Linked DNA regions of Sus scrofa: regions 2 and 3 are each linked to region 1. A link is a contact called in public Hi-C data. All regions are on one chromosome and are shown on one strand. Each heading gives the region's core, a stretch centred on a gene start, on an enhancer-like site or on the middle of the called end of the contact. The rest is flanking DNA. Distances are from core to core; before and after follow the strand shown. Region 1 holds the start of MEX3A (RNA-binding protein MEX3A). Region 2 holds the start of SEMA4A (semaphorin-4A). Region 3 holds the start of SSR2 (translocon-associated protein subunit beta).

Region 1 (4,521 bases), core at 1,915-4,414:
GACACTACCTGTCCCCCCAAACCAACGCCAGCGGTCCTAGTTTTCTGACTCTGCCCCAACCCTCCAACCACAGGCCTGAGGTGAGCTTAATTGTTCCCCCCTCCTTTCTCCACTCCAGATGGCCTCTTCTCCAACCCTATTAAACTGGTGTGTGGCTGGAGGATGGGTTGGGGGCAGCTCTCCTCACCTTCAAGAGACCTCAGGAAGGAGGATTTGCTCCTCCCTTTTTGTCTTCAGACCTCTTGGCAGTTGAGAAGTCCTACCTGTTGTCAAGCCCGCATCCTTGCTGATTTAAGGTCAGTCAGTGACTGTCCTGCTTGGGAGGTGTGGAGGGTTAAGGAACGTGAAGTCCCTTCTCCTACAACTTCTATCCGCATGGTATCTGATAGGCACCTGGGTTCGGGCTCTAAGTTTTGGGTCCATAAACTTACATGAGATCTAGGTGTCTTTGGGGACTGGAGTTGGGGTGAGGAGGACGGGCCAGGCATAAGAGGAAGGAGAAAAGCTAGAAGCCTGGAGGTGCAGAAGTGGTGGACCTTGTCCTGGGTTCCACAACCTTGAAGGAGCATCTCTTGAAGGGAAGACCCATTGGCTTTCACCTTCCTAGAGGTCAAATAGAGGAGCACTGACACTGCAGCAGGAGGAGGGAGGTCAGACAAGAGAAAGGACTTCCAATTACTTAAGGAATGAGGGGGGAGGCTTATCTTCTCTGAAGAGGAGAGATTCCCCTACTTTTATGAGAGGCAGGCCCATCTGATGCGGAGGCAGAAGAGGAAAGAATGACTCCATGAAATTCCGGGGCCTCCCAAGACCACCCCCGCACCGAGAAAAGATATCAGTGTCCCCACCCAATTCCATGGCTCTGGGTCCCTAGTTTCTGGTAACAAGAGGAAATCCAACTTTTAAAACCAGAAACCTCAAGAGATGGAGTGCCCCAGGGGGATGAGGGCTGTGCCGGGGAGTGGCATCTTCCCCTCCTCCATTCAGGATCTCCCCGCAAAATCCCCCCAACCCCCCATACTCCGGGTGGACGAGGTGGGATATGGAGTAGGGGCCCCCCTGGCTAGCCTCCCCTCTTCCCCTGCCAGGAGCTGGCCTCCTCCCTCACTCCCAGCCGGAATGCAGCTCCTCTATTGTTCCCCACTGTGGGACAGCTCCTCCCCTGCTCCTCCCCCACCCCACACCTCCCCAGCCCAGCCCCCTAGCAATTTCCAAATCCCGCCCCCCCACCCCCCTTTGGGAAACCAGGAGAGGGAAGGGTCCCCACGATCCCCGTCTGCTCAGTCTGGACCCTCACCAACACTCCCACCCCCACCCGCCCAGGGATGCTGGAATGGAGGAGGGTGTGGTATCAGACATACTACACTGGATTAATTCTACACCCACCACCACCACCACCACCCCAACAACACACCCAGACACATGCCCTCCACCAAATCTCCGGCTGAAGGTTTCTTATCCCCTGGGATGCCCCATCCCGCCCAGTCCTACTCTCTCACTACCAGAGACCCCTCTTCAGGCCTCTGGCCCCTCGCTGTGGCCAGCCCAGAACAAAAGCCTGAGAGGGAGGAGGAGAGGTCCACACCAGGACGTGGCACTTCGTTGCAAGCACCCCTTCCGAAACCCCACAGACCATTCAACTTTGGTGTGTGGGTGACCACAGGACTCCCTCCTCCCAGCAGTCCCCCTTCCCCACCTCACCCCCAGGCTGGGACCCTCCCATGAGCCACACCCCCTTCCATTCCTACACTCAGCCCAACAAAGAGACAGATACTCAGTCTGGCTTCCCGGGCCAGGTCTCCCCCAAAGTCTGTAACTCCAGGCGGCTGGGGGTCCCAGGGGTGCCCCCTCCCCAACCCACTAGCAGATGCCGGAGTAGGGGCCTCGGAGTAACTCTTTGCACATTCTGCCAGTTTTTCCGGCTAGGAGTGGACACCCCCTCCGGACAGCCTCCCCGGATTGGAAGACCAATCCCCCTCCCTTTTCCCTCTCTCCACCGGAGGATATTTCTTTGTCTAAGGGCACAGCCCTGAGGGGAGGAAGGATCTGGAGAACAGTCCCAACTGGGGGGTAGCCGGGAACTTTGTGGCACTTGGAAATCAGGGTAGGGGGCGGGTCCCCCTTTGTGGGGAAGAGACCAAGCCAGAGGCGGGCAAGGAGGGAGGAAATGAACTTTCCGTGCTAGGGATGGGGTGCCCCCCACTCCAGTCTCTCTCCACGGTCCCGGCGCCCGCTTACCTTGCCTGCCCACGATCTCGGCCACGTGCTCGGAGGTGGGCACGGGTACACACTCGGTGGTGTTGCTGCTGCCCTTCAGGCGCAGCTCGGCCTCTTTGTAGAGAGCGCAGAGCTTGGCGTCGCTGGCCCCTTTGGGGGCGGTGGGGGGCTGGGGCGTCTGCGCCGCGGGGGCCGCTGTCGGGGCGGCCGGGGGCGCCGCGGGCGGCGGCGGCTGGGCCGGCTGCGGGGGGGCGGCCGGCTGCGCGGGGGCGCCGCCCCCCCCACCTCCCCCGTCCTCGCCCGCCGTGGGGGCGGGGGGCTCCCCCAAACCCAGGAGGCAGAGTTGATCGAGAGCCAGCTGAAGGGCGCGCTCGTCTTCCAGCAGCCCTCGGTCCTTAGCGCTTCCCCCGAAACATCCTAGTTCTCCAAAGCCCCCATTTCTTTCCATTATTCCAGATACCACTAGACTAGGCATGGCGAAACAAAAGCTGGGGGAGAGAGAGAGAGGGAGAGAGAGAGAGGTGGTGGAAGGGAAAAGAGGAGAGAGGAGGGGAGGGGAGAGGAGAGGAGGGGGGTGTGTGGGGAGGGGGAACAAAGAACTGGGGAGGGGGGAAGAAAGCGAGATAGAAAGATAGACCCTCCCCCTAAGCCCCCCTCCCCAAACACCCTGTAACCCGACTCCCCTCGCCCCAGCCCCCGGGGTGGGGGTGGGGGGAAAGAGAAGCAAAACCAAGAAAGCAGATCTCCTCTCTTCTCCGGGGGTGACGGGGGGCGGGGGGCTGCGGGATCTCTGCCCCCACCCCTCCCGCCTCAGGCCCGGGAGTCTCTAGACCCCGCCGTCCAGACGCCCCCCTTAGGCTCCCGCACCGAGCCCCAGTCCAGGAGCGGCGCTCAGTGGCCCCCAATAGAGCCCAGCCCCTTCCAGCGCTCAAACTCTTTTGTTTTAAATGAACTGGATGGAGCAGCATGGAACTGACGGGAGGGGGGCGCGCCGGGGGCGCCCGGGGCATGCCGGGAGTTGTAGTTTCCCGCCCTTGGGGGCGAGGGGACGAATTCCCTGACCCGAGGAGGATAGGGATGTGCCTTCGGTCTTTACCCGCGGCTCAGAGGCGAAGCTGAGGGTGGGATGGAAGTCGAGGTCCCTCATTTTTCCGAGGGGCGGGCACCGGGAGAGGAGTCAGTGTACAGAAACGGTTCGGGTCGAAAAAAGGCTAATGGAGTGTGTCCCCCCTCCCAAGACGGGCTCCTTCCCGATCCGGGCCAGTCTCAGGTCCTTCTTTCTTATGATAATGAGGGGGGGCGAGAGGGCGGGGAGCGGTCCCGGCTGGGTCACTGCGGCTTTCTCTCGCTCTCTCGCTCTCTCCCCTCTTCCCCCTCCCTGTCGCGCTCCCTCTCAGCTCTCCGCTCCCCCCTCCCGCTCTCCCAGAGTATATCCCGGCTCCCGGCCGCGGGGAGAGGTTCTCCGCAGAGCAGACAAAGCCCGCAGCCGCGATGCGGGGAGAGCTTGGTCCTGCGCGCTCTGGGAGCCGGGATGGGGTGCCGGGTTGGAGGGTGGGACCCCCTGGCAAAAGACGGGGTCCCCTCATCCCCAAGCGGCAAGCCATCCTCCCTCATCCCCTCCTGCCCCCCAGTCTCGGAGATCTGAGAGGCACCGACTGGGAGGTGAGTTAGTTCACTTCCTTCTGATCTGTAGAGGGAACCGGGAGGGCTCTGGAGTGTTGAGGTGAGGAGGACGAAGGGGTGGAAAGAGAGGAGAGAAGTAGGGGACCGAGAATGGGGAAGCAAGGGAAGTCTGAAAGACGTGATGTGACTTAACAGTTTAGGGAGAGCCGGGAGCTTTGGGTGCGACAGGAGGAGGAAAGAGAGACCCGATGGAATGGAGACCCGGGCTTCCTCAGACCTGGGCCGTGCATACAGCTTGGGGGCGATCTGTTCTTTAGCCTTAACCGTCATTCTGCTTTGCCTCACCCATCTTTCTCCCATTGAATAATACCTTGTGACTCTGGAAATTTGGTGAAAGTAAAAAATCAGTATTTAAGGCACGAATTGGACAGCTGGGGACTTTTAGGGGAGCTTGTGGAAGTTGGAGTGTAAAGCAATCTTTTCTTCTCCCCTCACCCCATAGCTTTGGCATTTCTTTTGTCACTCTCTTTATGCCTGGGTCTTTCCCAGTAGGAGAAAGGATGGCACTGCAACTTGAGGGCTTGAGATCAGACTTTTAAGAACTTCCCAAAAGAATTTTATAAGAATGTGTGGGTGAGCAGCCATGGAAGGGTGCCCTTTCCTGGAGTGCCTTTGAACCCA
Region 2 (4,316 bases), core at 1,716-4,215, 57 kb after region 1:
GGAATCTGAGCCCTGTCTACGACCTACACCACAGCTCAGAGCAACGCTGGATCCTTAACCAACTGAGTGGGGCCAGGGATCGAACCCAAGTCCTCACAGATACTAGTTGGGTTCGTTAACCGCTGAGCCATGACAGGAACTCCATGAATGCCTTTTCTTGAAACACTTCAGATAGCTTCTTAGGATAGAATCCTGATGATTCCCCTGCTGACTGATATTCATTCATTCATTCATTCATTTATTTTTGGCCGCAGACATGACATGTGTAAGTTCCCCGGCAAGGGATCAAACCTGTGCTACAGCGGTAACCCGAGCCACAGCAGTGACAATGCAAGATCCTTAACCCCCTGAGCCAACCAGGGAACTCCCAGATGACTATTTCACACCTCTGCAAACTTCCTCTTCTCACTTTCAACTGTTGACCTGCTTCCTCCTTCCTTCAAAAAGACTGCTCTTGCAAGATGCCCATGACCTGCACATCCCTGACCCAGCAGCCACTTCTCAGTCTTCACCTTCCCTGATGTTTGTCACTTCTCAGCTGACATTGCTGAATCTTCCTCTTCTCCTTGACCTCTGATGGATGGAGTGACCCAGGGTTCAATTCTCTCTTCTTAGGCCCCGAGAGACTTCCTCCAGGCTCATGGTGTAAAATATCCTCCATGTATTGGTGACTCTCAGGTTTACACCTTTAGCTCATTCCTTTGCCCTGAACTCCAGACCTGAATACCCACTTGACAGTCTAACGGCCTCTCAAAGTTAACATGTCTCAAACTGATATCCTGATTTCCACCCCTACCCTCCCTGCAAATCTGCTCTGCCTAGATTCTTCTCCATCTCAGCCGATGACTACCCTTCTTTCCAGTTGTTTAGGCCAAAAACCCTGGAGTTCATCCTTAATTCCTCTTGTCCTTTCATACCCCTTGTTCAGTCCACTAACAAATCCTGTCAGAGTTCCCTTTGTGGCTCAGTGGTTAGTGAACCCGACTAGGATCCATGAGGATGCAGGTTCAGTCCCTGGCCTCGCTCAGTGGGTTAAGGATCTGGTGTTGCCATGAGCTGTGGTGTAGGTTGCAAATGTGGCTTGGATCCTGTGTTGCTGTGGCTGTGGTGTAGGCCTGCAGCTACAGCTCTGATTCGACCCCTAGCCTGGGGACCTCCATATGCCACGGGTGTGGCCCTAAAAAAAAAAATCCTGTCAGCTCCATCTTTAAGATATATCTGGGGAGTTCCCATCGTGGCACAGTGGTAAACGAATCCAACTAGGAACCATGGGGTTGAGGGTTCAATCCCTGGCCTTGCTTAGTGAGTTAAGGATCTGGCGTTGCTGTGGCTCTGGCGGAGGCCGGTGGCTACAGCTCCAATTAGACCCTAGCCTGGGAACCTCCATATGCCACAGGAGCAGCCCTAGAAAAGACAAAAAGACAAAAAAGACAAAAAAAAAAAAGACAAAAAAAAAAAAAAAGATATATCTGGGATCCATCCATTTTCACCATCATCACCATCTCTTGGCTGGGTTGTGGCATTAGTTTTCGAACTGGTCTCCTGACCTTGCTCCATATGCTTAATTCTCCAAACAGCAGCGAAGTGGTCCTTTAATAGGTCATTCCTCTGCTCAAGAACTTTCCCAAAGCACTCAGTACAAAAGCCAAAGTCCTCAAAACGGCATGCAAAGCCAGGCAAGATGACCCCCACCTGGTTTCTCACTCTTCTCCCTCATGCTCACTCCACTCAAGCTGCAGTGACTGCCCAGGTAATTCCTAGAACACACCAAGCACACACCTGCCTCAGGACATTTACACTAATGTTTTCCTCTGCCTGGACCACGTTTCCTATCACATATCTGCTTGTTTCAGGTCTCTATTCAAATGTCACCAGCCAGTAAAGCCTTCTCTGACTAAATTTAATAAAATAGGGAGTTCCCACTGTGGCTTAGTGGTAACAAATCCAACTAGTATCCATGAGGATTGTGGGTTCGATCCCTGGCCTCGCTCAGTGGGTTAAAGATCCAGTGTTGCCATGAGCTGTGGTATAGGCCAGTTGCTACAGCTCCGATTGGACTTCTAGCCTGGGAACCTCCATATGCTGTGGGTTTGGCCCTAAAAAGACAAAAGGCAAAAAAAAAAAAAATTCCATGGGCATGAGGGAGCCAGGGGGGATTTTTGGTCTGAGGCTGAGTGATATGAGAACTGAGGTTTCACGCTTGCTCACGGCTATCTTTCATTTCCACTTCTTTTTCCCTCTCCTTATATGTGTATATCTCTCAGCTGCCCCTGCCCCTCCATGGCCAGAAGTAACTGGATAAGTCATTTTCCTTTTCTATAGCCTCTCAGGGATGGGAGAGGGAGGGGCTGAGCAGGGACCCTTTGTCACTCAGCCTCCCGGGTGTCTCAGTGCTCCTACCCAGAGGGGCAGCAGATGAAGACATGGAGAGGCCGCTGGGAGAGGAAGGTGCCACCTGCCCCCACCCTCCACCCCCTAGATTGACCTTGAGGTGCTGGCTCCCCCCCCACCCCCCCGGGGCCTCAGGCCCTTACAATCCTTGGGCTGATTCTCCGTGCTTAGTACCAGTCAGTGCCAGCTGGCAGCTCTCACCGGAGACTGAGGTGACACGAATATGGCGGAGGAGGGGAGGAAGTGGGCAAGGGCCCAAGAGGAATAGGGGCCAGGATTCGAGGGGGTGGTAATCATAGGCTGGGTGGTCAAGATGGGTGTCGCATGGGACAGGCTAGACTGAGGAGTCTAGAGGTTTCCAGAAGACTAGAGGATGTGTCAGGACCCCCCACTCTGGCCTTCCTGTCCCTGGCAGACTTAATCCTCTCCCTGCCACCCACTTTTCTCTACCTCTACCCCCTTAAGCCGCCCCTGGCTAATTCTCCTTGGTCCCTTTAAGAGCTGCCTGGGAACTGGGGCACCAGAGGGGGCTGGCAGGGCCCCCACCCCCTCCCCCTGCCCTGCCCGCCTCTGCTCCGCCCCTTGCCCGGTACAGACTCTGCTGGAAGCCTTGGACGCCTGGGTTAGGGTCTCCACTGCTGGGCTGGGGGTAAGGCTTGAAAGGGGTGGGGAAGGGGGACCTCGGTCCCCAGGGTGGGGTGGAGGGGAGGCGGGAGGCCAGTTTCCTAGCGCTGTGGACATGAACTATCTGTGTGCCAACTCCAGTGGATAACGTAGGGAGCCCTCTGGGAGGATGCTTGGGCCTCAGACTAGCGGGTAGGGCAGCCCTAAGGATCTTGGGGGACAGTGACTAGAGGGCAGGATGCCTGGGTCTCCTCACCCTCCACTCCCCCTTCGTATTTTTCTGGGACCTTCATTTGCTAACCTCCATTCAACCACCCCCCTGCGTCTCCTGAAATTAAAGACATAGGATCCTGACCCCTTGTCTTCCACAGATGGGGAAACTGAGGCTGAGCAAACCAGAGGAAATGGAGTTGTGTGGGTCATGGCAGGAGAAATAGAGGTTAGGCTGCAGAAAGGTTCTCTGTCCTTCTCTACCCCAGACAACTAGACATGGGAACTTGGGTGTCCAGCTCACCCCAGCAACTTTGTAACTACAGCCTTGGCCAGCACCCGGGTCTAAGTCCCTGCCCCCCTCAACAAGACAACTTAGCTCTTTACTGGAAGTTTTTGCTTTTTGTTTGTTTGTTTGTTTTTAGGACTGCACCCGAGACATATGGAAGTTCCCACACTAGGTGTCAAATCATCGGAGCTGCAGCTGCTGGCCTACACCACAGCCACAGCAACACGGGATCTGAGCCGCATCCACGACCTACCCCACAGCTCATGGCAACACAGGATCCTTAACCCACTGAGCGAGGCCAGGGATTGAAACCGTGTTTCTGGATTCGTTTCTGCTGTGCCACAACGGGAACTTCTTTCCTGGATATTTTGATTTCCACATATCAGAGCCAGGAGAGGCTCCCAAAAGCCCAGCTGGGTAACCTGGAATGAAGTGGAGCCCGGGGGCCTGTAGACTCCTCTACTCTACTCCCCTGGTTTATTTTGCAAATGTAGCCTGTTCTAGTTCTGCCACTCTGTGGCAGGACTGGGCCCAGTTCCCCTAAAGGGGAAGGGACTCGGGGCAGGGACCCAAGGACCCCCCCCACCCCAGGTGTAAAGGCTTTCTGCAGTCCAACTTCCTGTTACAGTCCTAGTTCAGTGTCCCTGCCACCTGATTGCAAGTCAGCCCTTCCCCTCCTGCCATGGGTCCCAGTCCTGAGGGAGAAGAGCCTGAAGTAGGCACACTAGTCCCCAAGGCCTCGGAGCTGAGGGCACAGAGGATGGCGTGTCAGGAAGTGGTGGGAATGTGATAGCAGTTCTGC
Region 3 (4,461 bases), core at 192-2,691, 61 kb before region 1:
AGAAGTTCCCAGGCTAGGGGTCGAATTGGAACTACAGCTACCACCCACACCACAGCCACAGGAATGAGGGCTCTGAGCTGAGTCTGCAACCTAAACCTGAGCTCACAGCAACGCCAGATCCCTTAACCCACTGATCGAGGCCAGGGATTGAACTTGCATCCTCATGGATCCTAGTCAGATTCGTTTCTGCTGAGCCACATGGGGAACTCCTCTTTTCTGCCTTTTCATCCTTCTCTCCCTATTTCACACAATTCTTTCTTCTTCTCCACTATGAGACTCTAGCAACTCACAAAATTGGAGGATGGTTTCCTGTAGCTTAGGTAAGAATATCCTCCTCCAAAAGTCATCCAGCAGTGAATTCATTTACACACTATACCTGTTGCTGGAGTCCTCCCAAAGATAAATCATTACTGATCCCTGTTCCCAGTCAAGATACCTGAGAAGCTTAAAAGGGCCCAACCTATAGCTTCAGGGCCTCCTTACCTTGAGCCAACATTGTAGATGTTGTACTGTAAGGTCAAGTCTCGCCCCTCCACAGCATATCTGTTCAGCAGTGATTTGGAGGCCAAAAGCCTGGCTCCTTCTTCTGCTTGAGTGACAGCAAAGAGAGTCAACACCACGAATGCCAGCAGCCTCATCTTTGGAGGAAAAAGCAAGTGAGCAGTCAATCCAAGCATGTAAAACCACCAAAATCTTTCTGACAGTCCTTTCTTACAAAGTCCGTCAAAAGATCTTTTGAGCTCATCAAAGCAGCGGCCACTTTCACAGAGCAGAGTATACGCTACCAAAGCTGTCCCATTCGCAAGCTTCCCACCAAATCCACCCTGCAGCCCTCGAAAATCTGTAGACCTCCAGGGCATATCTGCTACCTATTACTGCGAGGGGTCCTGGGTGCTCCCCAATTACTGGGGTCTTCTGAGAGAGCTCCATGTGGCCAGAATAGAGGTTTCCTTGGCCTGCCGCATTTCGGCCCATCTCGGAACTGTAGCAGCCTCTAGCTTTCCTTCACACAGGAATCCCTCACGACTGTTGCCTTTCCCCGGCTGCTATTCCTCCACCAGCACCCCAGGTATCCCAATGCGCGCTAGCGGGGTCCTCCCTCACGCCCCTGTATCCTACTGTCCATTTTTCCCGCGGGACCGCATTCGTCCTCGTCTTCCACATCCCTTTCTGGGGCCCTCTGAGGGCTTAGTCTGTTCTGCCCCCCCTCCGTCTCTTGCCAAGATTACACGTCCTCCAGCCAGCGTGCTCTATTCCCTCCCCGCCCTGCCAAAGCTAACCCTCAGCCGCTGAGTGTTGTGTGGACACGAACTTTGGCACCCCCAGAATCAAAGGACTCACCGTGCGCACCCCACAAACCCTTCAGGGGGCCACGAAGGCCGGAAGAGAGCGTCAGCACCCGAAAGACCGGAAATGAGCTCTGGCCGGAAACGTTGGTACTCTGCTGGATGCCTTCTGGGAGTTGTAGTTCTCAGACAAGCCCCACCTTTCCTTTGTAGAGCGCGCCTGCCTCCGGGATGCTGCAGCCTCTGTGATCGATTTGTCTGTGCTCCTTCACGCTTTTCTTTCTTTTCTTTCACGCTTTTATTATTCTGCCGTCTAGAGTGGCTTTTCAAGCTGGCTTTCCAGTACCGTAGATGACCAGCACCTGATTAAGTGCTTTGTGGGACTGGCAAACGTAGAGATTAGGATCTTCTGTCTACAATGTCGAGTGTACTATCGAGCTAGGAATTAGAGAAAAACTGTTGCTCTCCGGGCTACCACCATTCTCTGTATTTCTAGGCGAAAAATTTACTCATCTTCTATATCCAGCTAGCTACCCTAGAAAGCCCTGAACTTTCCTTAGAAGCCCTTTGAGGTTCCAAAAAAGTAGATCCTTTCTTTAATTTTTTTTTTTTTTTTTTAGGGCCTCTCCTGAGGCATATGGATGTTCCCGGGCTAGCCGCCTCTGCTGTCTGCATCACAGCTCAGTGGAAGCTTAACCCACTGAGCCCACTGAGTGAGGCCAAGGATTGAACCCTAGTCCTCATGGACACTAGTCGAGTTCATTACCGCTGAGCCACAACGGGAACTCCGGCTTGGTTTTTGGTTTTTTTCTGATTGTTTCTGATCTGGAAAATCTACCTTCATGATTAGGTGCTATTTCTCTAGTGTACACTTATTCAGAGATCCTACAGTGATGCTGAACGCACAGGAGGTGCTCAAGAAACACCTGCTGATTGGATGAATTTTCATCATCTCTATTTACAGTCTCCTTATTGGAATCTATTCTGACTAGAGGAGAGATTTGAGAGTCAATTGCTAAGGAAAATATTTCCATTGAAAGACTTCCAAAAAAATACAACTTCTTCCTGCCATCTTCAAGGGAACCCCACCAAGAGATTGAAGTAGAACTTTTTTTTTTTTTTTTTTGTCTTTTTTTTGTTGTTGTTGTTGTTGTTGTTGTTGCTATTTCTTTGGGCCACTCCCGGGGCATATGGAGATTCCCACGCTAGGGGTTGAATCGGAGCTGTAGCCACCGGCCTACGCCAGAGCCACAGCAACGCAGGATCCGAGCCGCGTCTGCAACCTACACCACAGCTCACGGCAACGCCAGATCGTTAACCCACTGAGCAAGGGCAGGGACCGAACCCGCAACCTCATGGTTCCTAGTCGGATTCGTTAACCACTGCGCCACGACGGGAACTCCTGAAGTAGAACTTTGTTAGATGAACATGGAACTGCGTGCCAGGACCAGAGGCATGCAGAAATGGTAAGGCTACCTAGGGTGCACTCTGTGCCCCCAGGGCAGTGTCACTGGTTTCATGTCCTGTTTTGTGGTTTTTAAGGCAGAACCCAAGCTGCCCACTGACCTCTCTTTTGGGATCTGCAACAAGAGGGCCACCAAGAGAGTATGTGACCAGGCCGAGAAGGAAGTGGCAAGCTGCTTTCAGGCTGGTGGCTAGGCAGGTACCCAGAAATAGTCTTGCTGCAAAATTTAGGGGCTTCAGATGGGCATAAGTTAGCTGGAAGTGCACTCGGTAAATGGTAATGGAGTGAATATGAACCATGTCTGTTTTTGAGAAACATCCAGAATCAAAGCTGTTACAGTAACTTTGCAACAGTCATTTTTCCTTTTTCTTTTACATTCTTTTTTTTATTGTGGCAAATATACATAACACGAAATACACATAACATGAAATTTACCATTTTAAATGTAAATGTTCAGTGACATTAAGTGCATTCACATTATTGTGCAGCCATCACTACCACCCACCCCTTCCCAGAACTTTTTCATCTTCCTGAACTGAAACTCCATATACCTATTAGGCAATAACTCCCCTTTCTCCTGTCCCAAGCCGCTGGCAGTTATTCTATTTTCTGTCTCTATGAATTTGACTACTCTAGGTACTCCATAGAAGTGGAATTTAACAATTTTTTTTCTTTTTTTTTTTTTGCTTTTTAGGGCCACACCCACACCACATAGAGGTTCCCAGGCTAGGGGTCTAATTGGAGCTACAGCTGCTGGCCTGCACCACAGCCATGGAAATGCCAGATCTTTAGCCCACTGAGCAAGGCCAGGGATCGAATCCGCAACCTCATAGTTCCTAGTCAGATTCGTTTCCACTGTGCCACGATGGGAACTCCTACAAATATAATTTTTTTAATTTACACAAATAATACATACTTAGGAGTTCCCACTGTGATGCAGTGGGTTAATGATCCGGCTTGTCTCTGTGGCTTTGCTGGTTCAATCCCCAGCCCAGCTCAGCAGATTAAGGATCTAACATTGCCAAAGCTGTGGCATAGGCTGCAGATGAGGCTTAGATTCAATCCCTAGCCCAGGAACTTCCATATGCCTCAGGTGCTGTGCACCTGAAAAAAGGAAGAAAAGAAATGCTGATATTCTCTCTCTCTCTTTTTTTTGGGGGGGGGAGTCTTTTTGCCATTTCTTGGGCCGTTCCCACGGCATATGGAGGTTCCCAGGCTAGGGGTCGAACCGGAGCTGTAGCCGCCAGCCTGTGCCAGAGCCACAGCAAAGTGGGATCTGAGCCTCGCCTGCAACCTACACCACAGCTCACAGCAACGCCGGATCCTTAATCCACTGAGCAAGGCCAAGGTTCGAACCCTCAACCTCATGGTTCCTAGTCGGATTCGTTAACCACTGTGCCACGATGGGAACTCCTGATATTCTCATTTTTAAAAAAATCAAACAGTATTGGAATAGTGGTTACAAATGTTAGGATGCGAACTTATATGTCCAAAAAATGTTGACTTCCTTACTTTTCTACATTCAAACCCAATTTCTGCCTTCAGCACCTTTTCCATTAGGTAGCAAGAACTTAAATCTCTAATGATGCAGGGACACCCCAACCGTTTTCTTCAGAGGTGCTTCTAATTTGCTAGAGGGCTCTCAGACGCATGATGGAGGGGATCAAGGACTTCTGGCTCTTGGTCTCAATACTTTTCCTCTCTGGTGTC

Evidence for each region. Hi-C and Micro-C count contacts between places; a contact is called where the count stands out from the background.
Region 2: a contact with region 1 is called in a Hi-C map of embryonic fibroblasts, with 3 times the contacts expected there. The contact joins the promoter of SEMA4A here to the promoter of MEX3A in region 1. A contact is called at or near these places in 3 of 5 promoter capture datasets (fetal liver, fetal skeletal muscle and liver), 32 of 47 Hi-C or Micro-C datasets (adipocytes, adipose tissue, alveolar macrophages and 17 more) and 2 of 2 datasets of contacts at active chromatin or transcription factors (alveolar macrophages and skeletal muscle).
Region 3: a contact with region 1 is called in a Hi-C map of liver, with 5 times the contacts expected there. The contact joins the promoter of SSR2 here to the promoter of MEX3A in region 1. A contact is called at or near these places in 2 of 47 Hi-C or Micro-C datasets (embryonic fibroblasts and liver) and 1 of 2 datasets of contacts at active chromatin or transcription factors (alveolar macrophages).

The regions. Positions count from the first base shown.
Region 1 is chr4:93,948,519-93,953,039 of Sscrofa11.1, reverse strand. It overlaps MEX3A (RNA-binding protein MEX3A), which reads right to left and starts at 3,164. Exons shown (of 2, transcript XM_021089689.1): 1 at 2,239-3,164. The coding sequence starts at 2,692.
Region 2 is chr4:93,891,644-93,895,959 of Sscrofa11.1, reverse strand. It overlaps SEMA4A (semaphorin-4A), which reads left to right and starts at 2,965. Exons shown (of 15, transcript XM_021089686.1): 1 at 2,965-3,040.
Region 3 is chr4:94,007,704-94,012,164 of Sscrofa11.1, reverse strand. SSR2 (translocon-associated protein subunit beta) reads right to left here and starts at 1,441. Exons shown (of 6, transcript XM_001928470.5): 1 at 1,342-1,441; 2 at 484-638. The coding sequence starts at 638.